Linked DNA regions of Danio rerio: region 1 is linked to region 2. Evidence: chromatin contacts called from public Micro-C data. All regions are on one chromosome and are shown on one strand. The core of a region is the stretch at or near the end of the contact, and the rest is flanking DNA. Distances in the headings are between cores, read along the strand shown.

Region 1 (5,988 bases), core at 1,927-4,426, 100 kb after region 2:
TCTAAATTTTTTATGTTTTTTCAATTTTTTTCTCATGTCAAGTTTTATACGTTTTTTATTTACGACAATGTTAGATATCAAGTTTTGACGTTTTTTAATGGCAATGTTATATGTCAATTTTTGACGTGCTTTTTTATGGCAATGTTACATGTCAATTTTTGATTTGTTTTTTTAATGGCAATGTTATATGACAATTTTTTATGTGTTTTCACGACAGTGTTAGATATCAATTTTTGACGTGTTTTTTATGGCAATGTTACATGTCAATTTTTGACGTGTTTTTTTTTTCGACAGTGTTATATGTCAATTTTTTCTGTGTTTTTATGGCAGTGTTAGATATCAATTTTTGACGTGTTTTTATGGCAATGTTACGTGTCAATTTTTGACGTGTTTTTTTTTTTTACGACAGTGTTATATGTAAATTTTTTCTGTGTTTTTATGGCAGTGTTAGATATCAATTTTTGACGTGTTTTTTATGGCAATGTTACATGTCAATTTTTGACGTGTTTTTTTTTTACGACAGTGTTACATGTAAATTTTTGACTTTTTTTTACGACAATGTTATATGTAAATTTTTGACGTGTTTTTTTTACGGCAATGTTACATGTCAATTTTTGACGTGTTTTTTTTTACGACAATGTTACATGTAAATTTTTGACTTTTTTTTTACGACAATGTTACATGTAAATTTTTGACGTGTTTTTTTTACGGCAATGTTACATGTCAATTTTTTATGTGTTTTTTTATGGCAATGTTACATGTCAATTTTTGACGTGTTTTTTTACGGCAATGTTACATGTAAATTTTTTACACTTTTTTTACGGCAATGTTACATGTCAATTTTTGACGTGTTTTTTTTTACGACAGTGTTATATGTCAATTTTTTATGTGTTTTTTATGGCAATGTTACATGTCAATTTTTGATGTTTTTTTTTTACGGCAATGTTACATGTCAATTTTTGACATGTTTTTTTACGGCAATGTTACATGTAAATTTTTGACGTGTTTTTTTTACGGCAATGTTACATGTCAATTTTTGACGTGTTTTTTTTTACGACAGTGTTATATGTCAATTTTTTATGTGTTTTTTATGGCAATGTTACATGTCAATTTTTGACGTGTTTTTTTTTACGGCAATGTTACATGTAAATTTTTGACGTGTTTTTTTTACGGCAATGTTACATATCAATTTTTGACATGTTTTTTTTTACGGCAATGTTACATGTAAATTTTTGACATGTTTTTTTTACGGCAATGTTACATGTAAATTTTTGACATGTTTTTTTTTTTACGGCAATGTTACATGTAAATTTTTGACGTGTTTTTTTTACAGCAATGTTACATGTCAATTTTTGACGTGTTTTTTTTACGACAGTGTTATATGTCAATTTTTTATGTGTTTTTTATGGCAATGTTACATGTCAATTTTTGACGTGTTTTTTTTTACGGCAATGTTACATGTAAATTTTTCACGTGTTTTTTTTACGGCAATGTTACATATCAATTTTTGACATGTTTTTTTTTTACGGCAATGTTACATGTAAATTTTTGACGTGTTTTTTTTACGGCAATGTTACATGTCAATTTTTGACGTGTTTTTTTACGGCAATGTTACATGTCAATTTTTGACGTGTTTTTTTTTACGACAGTGTTATATGTCAATTTTTTATGTGTTTTTTATGGCAATGTTACGTCAATTTTTGATGTGTTTTTTTTACGGCAATGTTACATGTAAACTTTTGACGTGTTTTTTTTACGGCAATGTTACATATCAATTTTTGACATGTTTTTTTTTTTACGGCAATGTTACATGTAAATTTTTCACGTGTTTTTTTTACGGCAATGTTACATGTCAATTTTTGACATGTTTTTTTACGGCAATGTTACATGTAAATTTTTCACGTGTTTTTTTTACGGCAATGTTACATATCAATTTTTGACATGTTTTTTTTTTTTACGGCAATGTTACATGTCAATTTTTGACGTGTTTTTTTACGGCAATATTACATGTCAATTTTTGACGTGTTTTTTTTTACGACAGTGTTATGTCAATTTTTTATGTGTTTTTTATGGCAATGTTACGTCAATTTTTGATGTGTTTTTTTTTACGGCAATGTTACATGTAAATTTTTGACGTGTTTTTTTTACGGCAATGTTACATATCAATTTTTGACATGTTTTTTTTTTTTACGGCAATGTTACATGTAAATTTTTGACGTGTTTTTTTTACGGCAATGTTACATGTCAATTTTTTACATGTTTTTTTTACGGCAATGTTACATGTAAATTTTTGACGTGTTTTTTTTACGGCAATGTTACATGTCAATTTTTGACATGTTTTTTTTTTACGGCAATGTTACATGTCAATTTTTGACATGTTTTTTTTATGGCGATGATAGATGTCAATTTTACATGTTTTTTACGACGATGTTAGATTTAAATTCTTGACGTGTTATATCACGTTTTGACGTGGCTTTTTATGCCAATGTTAGGTTTCAAGTTTTGACGTGTTTTTTACGCTGTTTTTTATGTTAGATGTCAATTTTTTTATATGCGTTTTGACACTAATATTAATGTCTGTTTTTGATGTGTTTTTAACCCCAATAGTAAATGTCCATGTTTTATGCTTTTAAGACCAATGTTAGATGTTTATGTTTGATGTTTTTTTTTTGTTTTGTTTTTTGACATCAAGGTAGTTTACATGCGTTGTAGGGAAGTGAATCCAGTGTAATTTGTAATTGAAGCTTTCAGATAAACAAAAACTTTCTTATATTATAAAACTTTAGTCTCGTTATTTTTGGCTATCAACAGGGCATTAATATGTGGATGTCAAACAGACGTCAAGCTTTTGACAGCAAATCAGTTAGCATATTAGACATCATGCCATTTTATGTCTGAAATTGAAAAAAAAATCCTCTATAAATTCATTCATTTTAGGCCACAAAAAACTATAAGATGTCTTGTAAAATCCAAAGGCGCTAGTTAACGTAAGTGCAGATGTGTGGTTATCTCTCCGTATCAGCTCTGCGGGTTAAATCTGTCCTCTGATAACTGCAGTGTCATTTTAGGGTGGTGCTGATAATGAGCCACAAATAACACAGCTGTCTTTGGCAGAGCTGTGTAGACGTTTGCGATGTTAGCATGCGTGTCTGAGCTTGGCTAATGAATTACCTAAGCAGCGCTGCATGTCTTCAGCTGTCTGAGGCGCGGTGTTTTGTTTCGCAGCTCTACAATGAGGAGGTGCTGGACCTGTTCGACTCCACCCGAGAAGTCAAGAAATCCAACATCAAGATCCACGAAGACGCCAATGGAGGGATTTACACAGTGGGAGTCACCACTCGAACCGTCAGCTCGGAAGCAGAGGTCGGTTTATATGAGGGTCTTCTGCACTTGCTTCACAGTCTAAAATGTGTATGTGCAAACAAACCGACAAACAAACAAGCAGTTAAATACACATATTAAACTTATTTATATAATAACATGTAATAACAAATAACATATAATAAACTTATTATTTGTTGCTCCTAATAGTTAGATAGGCAACAAGACTGTAGTTAGTGTATACACTTTTTTATTAAATATAAATAACTTTTTCTTTAAATATTAATAAAAATAAATTAGTTTTATAAATATTAGTTAACTTTCCCCCTAAAATACATATATAATCACAAAGAAAGAAGAAAAGAAGTAGGAAAAACCTATCAAGCTGTAAATAAATATGTTTAAAGTGATTTCTTACAATAATACAATCATGTTATTAAGTTATGAACTTTTATTTTTAGGTGTGTATATTTTTATCATTTTAATTATTATTATTTTTTTATTGATCTTTTTATTAATTATTTGTATTCAACATGTAGGTTTTATTGTTGCAAATATTGGTTTGACAATAAGGTTGTATTAGTTAATGTCTGCTCATGTTATCACAATAGTTCAGTGAGTGCATTAGCTAATGTTAACAAGTATATTTTATTAATTATTAAACGCTGAGAAGTATTAGTTTTTATGTTAGTAAATAGCCTACATTAAAGGACAATAACAAATAAAAACCTTACTATAAATAAGTGTGACCAGTCTGTTTAATATTAGTATTAATAATAATTCAGTTCTCTTAGTATGTTGGAATTATTACATGGTAAATAAATGCTATATTCTATTTTTTATATGATTAATTATTGTAATATTCATATAAAATGTATATTATTGTACATGTTTATTGTTGAATGTTTGGATTGTTTTAAATAAATATCTTTAATACAGTTATTTAAATTATTACAGTTAAGTTTAACATTTTTGAAAGCTAATATAATATAATATAATATAATATACTGTAATATAATATAATAAAACATAATATATTATAATATAATATAGTATAATATAATATAATATAATATAATATAATATAATATAGTATAATATAATACATAATAATACTAATATGATACAATGTATAATAATACTAATATAATATAATATAATATGATATAATATAAAAATATAATATATAGTATAATATAATATAAAATAAAAAATATAATATAATATAGTATAATATAATATAATATAATATGATATGATAATATAATATAGTATAGTATAATATTAATATAATATAATACATAATAATACTAATATGATATAATGTATAATACTAATATAATACTAATATAATATAATATACAATATATAATAATACTAATATAATATTTATTAATATAATATTATATAAATTAATATAATATGATATAATATAAAATAATATAATAAAAAATAATATAATATACTAATATAATATAATAATATAATATATTATAATATAATATAAAATATTATAATATAATACTAATATTATATAATGCTAATATAATATAATACAAAATAATAAAATATAATATAGTATTAAATATTATAATATAAAATAAAAAATAATATAATGTAATACTAATATAATATAATACTAAAATAATATTATATTATAAAATATAATATAATTAAATATAATATAATATAATATAAAATAATATAATATAATAAAAATAATATATTATAATATAGTATAAAATAATATAAAATAAAATAATATAATATAATACAATACAATATAACATAATATAAAATAATAAAATATAATATAATACTAATATAATATAATGTAATATACTAATATAATATAATAATAATAATATAAATAATATAAAATAATAAAATATAATATAGTAATAAATATAATCTAAAATAAAAAAAATTATATTATATAATACTAATATAATATAAAAATATAATATAAAATAATATAATATAATATAATATAATATAATATAATATAATATAATATAATATAATAAAGATAATATAATATAAAATAATATAATAATGTATGAAGTAAGTTTGTTTGTTTTTAATAACAGTTGTAATAATTTCCTCTGAACAGTCCTGAATTATTTCATGAGCTGAGTTATTCCTCTGTGTGTGTGTGTGTGTGTGTGTGTGTGTGTGTGTGTGTGTGTGTGTGTGTGTGTGTGTGTGTGTGTGTGTCAGATGATGCAGTGTCTGAGACTGGGCGCTCTGTCCCGCACCACCGCCAGCACTCAGATGAACGTCCAGAGCTCTCGATCTCACGCCATCTTCACCATCCACCTGTGCCAAGTGCGCGTCTGTGCCTCAGACAATGTACAGGTGGGTGCCGCTGCTGCTTCACTCTCACCGCTGATCAATACACTCTCACGCTTATCAGACACCGGCCAGCTTTTTTAGCAATGTTTGAGAAATGATGCCCCAACCCGGTGGACACCGGGCAACTCATTAGTAGTGTGAGATACAGATCTCCAATCTCCATTATTGCGCTCTCTCTCTCACATACACACACACACACACACACACACACACACATATAGACAGGCAGGGTAAGTGTGTTGAAGTCTACAGTGTGAGCAGTGTGTTTCCCCCAGTGATCTCCACAGTGTGTGTTGTTGCTCTCCTCCAGGA
Region 2 (5,612 bases), core at 2,094-4,593:
AACCTAGTTAAGCCTTTAAATGTCACTTTAAGCTGTATAAAGTGTCTTGAAGAATATCTAGTCTATTATTATTTACTGTCATCATGGCAAATAAATCAGTAAAAATAAAAATGATTTCATCATTGTGAAGTCAAGCTTACCTTCGACTGGAAATATTTAGACAGACGATGCTTTCTGAGTTTAAAGCCAGGCCTACTTACACTGTTGAAACGAACACCCAATATATAGTATGAACGACAGTATACGGTACACAATACAGTAATGACAATATACAGTACGAACACCCAATATAAAGTATATATAACAATATTTACAAAATAGCAATCGTGCTAAATCATACCTCTTCGGTTTTTGATTGGTGACTAAGCTCAGCTTAGGACCAGATGCTGGACAAGAGCTCTGCGGAAACTGTGAGGGATTTCTCCAAACTTGTTTAGTTTCATTCGGACCATTCCAACGATTTATTATCGGTTTGTCTATAAAACACAAAATAACATATCGGTTGTGCTTATGATACCTAAAAAGTTTTGCTTTGTGCTCAGTTGTGAGTGCACGATGATTGTACTGGTTGGCTCCTTCTTCGACGCAAGCTGGTTGGCGATGAATAACGACAGCAGGTCCACATTTCCGGTGCTCTGCTCTTGCGTTTTTCTCAAGTCTGGAGTTGTATGTCTTTTCATCTTTTGCTTCTGAAAAAACGCCTTGAGGAAGAAAAGACAATCAGAGAATAGTTTTCAAATTTAAACAACACTAAAATGAAAACACTGTATCCTTACTATTTAATACAAATTTACCTGAGTGTAATTTCCCCCCTCACATTATTTAAAATACAGTTTTAATGAATTTGTTATGATTTTTTAAATCACCACAGAACAGGAATCTAGCCATGATAACGTTAACGTTACGTCTTTGGCTACTATCAATAACTTAGCATAATTTTTGACACTGTAAACGATCATTTCTGGAGATTTTTTGCATAAATTTGAAGGGTGGGTTTACTGTTGGGGGTTAATATTTTGTATAACCCCGTCTCTAAATGAGAAATGTGATTCAAACCGAAAAATTTTCGCAGACATTTTGTTTGCCGCCATTTCACAAACCAAGGTTAACGTCGCCATACAAATAGCTGGAGGTAATTCAAGTATGGTTATTAAGCCAATTTATGAAAGTTATGAATGTGTTATCACTAAAAAATGTATTAAAAACATCAAATAATTGATGTGAAGCGATTTAAACAACTCGAAGATTATACTCACTCTCAGTCTTGCCGTGTCGTCTTTGTTTTTGATACACCTGCTCCTAATTAGTCAAAATGAGAAAAATATAAGACGAATTATGTAATTAATTAGTTTATACAACGTAGTTTAAACTATCATTGTTGACCTCTAAGTAATACTTATCGTATGATGATATAAAGTCAGTCATTAGTAAACTAAAGTGAAGTTAGCAGATTAGCACTGACCGAGATCCTCCGACCCAGTTCATGTTGCGGTTATAAACGACGGTTATAAATCCCACACACGGTCTCTCTTTGTTGATAAGTTAACTTTACCAAAATACTGACAGCGCACAGTTGTTAACTCTTTATGTTTATGGTGTCATTAGACACGTGTCAATACTGATAAGGTGTAAGATTAATATTAAGATAAGAGATAATCGCGTGATGGTGCAGCGTTTGTGCTCGCGCGCGAGGGAACTCTCAGTCATATGACATCATCATCATCACCATCATCACAGCCAACATCAGCAATACATTTTCTTTTTCCTTTCTTTTATTTTATTTCTTTTAAGAATTGGGTTTTAACTACCTTTGAGCTAAAATAATATTATTCATAAATAAAAAATAAGAAAAATAATTATTATTAATAATTAATAAATGTACAGTGCTCACTCAGCATATATGAGTACAACCCATTTTGAAAATGAATATTTGTATCCATTTCTCAGTTATATATATATATATATATATATATATATATATATATATATATATATATATATATATATATATATATATACAGTTGAAGTGAGAATAATAAGCCCCTCTGAAATATAAAAACAATTAAAACTGCTTTTATTCTAGCCAGAATAAAACAAATAAGACTTTCTCCAGAAGAAAAAAATATTATCAGACATGCTGTGAAAATTTCCTGAATCATATATATATATATATATATATATATATATATATATATATATATATATATATATATATATATATATATATATATATATATATGAAAGTGTGTGTGTGCATTTAAACAATACAGATTCATGAAATAAACAGATATATTTAATAAAATAATTTGTTAGTCAGCGAATATCTTTAGAAATGGAAAAATATTACATTTAAATCCATGCAAAATAGTGCAAAAGGAATGACAAACTACAACATTTCAATAAAATTATATATATATATATATCTCTTTCTATTTTTGAAAAATGTATTTAATACTTTTTCTATAATGTAAAAAATTATTAAAAGTTATTTTGTTAGATTTGGCTTCAGTACTGACTAAACTAATGTATATGCACAGATATAATACTGTATAGCTTCCAATAAAAATTTTAATTTAAATGAGAGATTTGTGGGAGATTTGTGTTCATTATTTATTTTATTATTGGGGAAACAAAACAAAACATCATCATCATCATCATTATTATTATTATTTGAAAACAAAACCAAAACTTTGTTTGTTTATTTATTTTATTATTATTATTAGGGAAAATAATAAACTAATTTATTTCAGTGCTGATGTGCAACTCAGGCATTTACATAATAATAAAATCGTAAAAGGAGCTCACACAAACAAATAAACAAGCAAACAAATAATGTACAGTTTTTTTGTTTTTATTATTTTCACCTGTTAATAAATATAATTATGATTCAGATTGTTGCAGAGGGGTGCAGTGGAGTCAAAAAAGCAAAAATAAAAATATTTATAAACTTATAATATAAATATAATCCATACATATATCCAAACATCATAACAGTTGACACAAAATCCATAATCAAATGCGATTTATTTAAATAAATAAATAAATAAAATTACATTAAAGCATATTTAAATATAGAAAACACATTTCATTTAAATACTGTAAAATGCATGAATAAATGACGAGTAAAAAAAATAATACTGTTAAATATCGCATAAATATATACATTTTATTCTTATTATTTACACAAAGATTGCGGGGGTCGTTTTCCTTGCACGGGCACGAGGATGAACATATTTGGAGGTCCGTTGCATTTAGAGGTTGAAAACCCCTGGATCAGACCATTCCGTTATATTTAAATACGTCAAGCGCTGCAGCCAATCAGCGTGAAGAGAGGGGCGTACCCAAATGAGGAAAACCCGAATGACGGAAACATCATACCTAGCGGCGCTGCCTCCTGCTTCAACCTCACGGTACCATGAAATTCATCTACACGCTCTCTAATTAACGCATCGGATGGCCCTATGGATGTATCCGGGAACGAACTGCAGATAGCGAACTACTTAGCTTAGCAAAAGCGGGATACAAAATGAGCAACATTCTGCATGCGGCATCAACGGGGAAATGGGACCGGAGCACTGCGGCGAAGAGAGCGCTGTTCCTGGCGGCCGCCGCATACGGGGCGAAAACCCTCTACCCCATCCTCTGCAGACAACTCCAACAACGCAAAACGAGCAGGAACCACACGCCAGCCGCGGGACACGAAAACGGCTCGTTAGCCATCCACAAAGCTCCACCGGAGACTTTGAGCACCGTTAAATCGCCCGGTGTCGACGCGGAATTCTTCAAGCAGATTCTCGCACTGGTCAAAATCGTTTTCCCGAGGTTCATCACCAAGGAGCTGGGCTTGCTATGTTTGCATTCGGTGGCGTTAGTGTCACGGACGTTTTTGTCTATTTACGTGGCCGGTTTGGACGGCAAAATAGTGAAGACGATCGTGGAGAAGCAGCCGCGGAGCTTCATGATCAAACTGATGAAATGGCTCCTGATCGCCATACCGGCGACATTCGTCAACAGCGCGATCCGTTATCTGGAGTGCAAGCTGGCGCTCGCGTTCCGCACGCGTCTGGTGGATCACGCGTACAAGACCTACTTCACCGACCAGACCTACTATAAGGTCAGCAATATGGACGGGAGGCTGGCGAACCCCGACCAGTCGCTGACCGAGGATGTGATGATGTTCTCGCAGTCCATCGCGCATCTGTACTCGAACCTCACTAAGCCCATCCTGGACGTGATTCTGACTTCGTACACGTTGATACAGACGGCGCGGTCCCGGGGGGCGAACGCGAGCGGGCCCACGCTGCTGGCCGGTCTGGTGGTGTTCGCCACGGCGAAGGTCCTGCGCGCCTGCTCGCCCCGCTTCGGGAAGCTGGTGGCGGAGGAGGCTCACCGGAAGGGCTACCTGAGATATGTGCACTCTAGGATCATCGCCAACGCCGAGGAGATCGCCTTCTATAGGGGACACAAGGTGAAGGGGGAACCATACATGCCTCAGATCAAGTCTGCTTTATGTAAACACGAGTTATGTAACAGATAATAGCTGTGGTGGTGTTGTTCATGAAATGAGGAAACGCTGTACTGTACTGTATGTGGAGGAGCACAAAACCGGTCTTAAAGGGATAGTTCACCCCAAAATGAACGCTGATAAACGCGGAGAAAAAAAGAAGTCAAGTACGTTTTAAAATTCAAAACACGGAGTGTTTACTCACTCACTCACTACTAAATAACCTTCTTTTTTTCTGTTGAACACTAAAGAAGATACTTTGAAGAATGTGTGCATGTACTTTTATAGAGGGGAAACAAACATTGAATCAGTGTGGGTACTGGTTTTAAATGTGTTTTCGTTGTGTTCAACAGAAAAAAAAAGAAGTGTGATGGATGACTGTCCCTTTAAAGGGGTAGTTCACATAAATATTAAAATTTACTCACTGTTTATTCACCCTCAAGTACTTCTAAAAGTTTGTTTTGAGTTTGTTTCTTCCGTTGAACAAAAAATAAGATAGTTTGAAGTATGTAACTGGTAACCATTAGCTGCGTCCCAAATGGCACACTCATGCACTATGTACTTATGCACTTACACACTCAACAGGATAGTATATGTATGTAGAGGCGTCCCAAATGCCACGCTAATGTTTTTTTACTAAGCGGAAATTCAAACCGTTTCCCTGATGACGTTTGACGGTTGCCAAATCAGTGAAATAATCGACCGAATTATCAAATAATACCTGCCGTGAGTATTGCCGCATTCACCATCGGGAGGCGCTATAATCACTCTCGTAGGAGAATTTTGCTTTCACCATCCAAAATAAATAAAGTTATTCAACATGTGCGTCCGATAGCTCCGCCCCTTCCGCTACGTGAGCAAACCTGCGGTCGTTGAGTGCGTGAAGTCTCCATCATTCCACACTTCATTTTAGCGGCTGAATGAGTGCATCATCCGGGTAATTGAAGTGCACTTATTATTTTTAGAGTTTTCAGTGTGAACACACTACTTACACTATTCATACTACAAAATGGCGTAGAGCCAACATTTTAAACCAGCGTCATATTGACGCCAAATACTGATATTTATTCGTCAGGTATGACAACCAAAATCTAACGTCTGATAGATG

What was found. A called contact is a pair of places that touch in the nucleus more often than the background predicts.
Region 1: a Micro-C map of caudal fin shows a contact between it and region 2, with 5 times the contacts expected there. The contact joins the enhancer-like site here to the promoter of abcd2 in region 2. A contact is called at or near these places in 2 of 18 Hi-C or Micro-C datasets (caudal fin and hematopoietic stem cells) and 1 of 4 datasets of contacts at active chromatin or transcription factors (embryo).

The regions. Positions count from the first base shown.
Region 1 is chr4:73,108,390-73,114,377 of GRCz12tu, forward strand. It overlaps si:cabz01066312.1, which reads left to right. Exons shown (of 33, transcript XM_073948068.1): 4 at 3,226-3,363; 5 at 5,542-5,679; 6 at 5,987-5,988. It also overlaps a transcript of tmem19 not described here. Among named protein-coding and RNA genes, the nearest start is that of si:cabz01066312.1, 50 kb to the left of the region's middle. Within about 2 kb of position 3,177, at least 6 of the 62 cell types and tissues checked have an H3K27ac peak or open chromatin away from gene starts, as enhancers often do. A contact at or near this core is called in caudal fin, where this site is marked.
Region 2 is chr4:73,007,130-73,012,741 of GRCz12tu, forward strand. It overlaps abcd2 (ATP binding cassette subfamily D member 2), which reads left to right and starts at 3,344. Exons shown (of 10, transcript XM_073948361.1): 1 at 3,344-4,468. The coding sequence starts at 3,527. It overlaps redic1 (regulator of DNA class I crossover intermediates 1), which reads right to left and starts at 1,795. Exons shown (of 12, transcript XM_068220829.2): 1 at 1,463-1,795; 2 at 1,257-1,299; 3 at 566-701; 4 at 341-476; 5 at 141-201. The coding sequence starts at 1,485. It also overlaps a transcript of tmem19 not described here.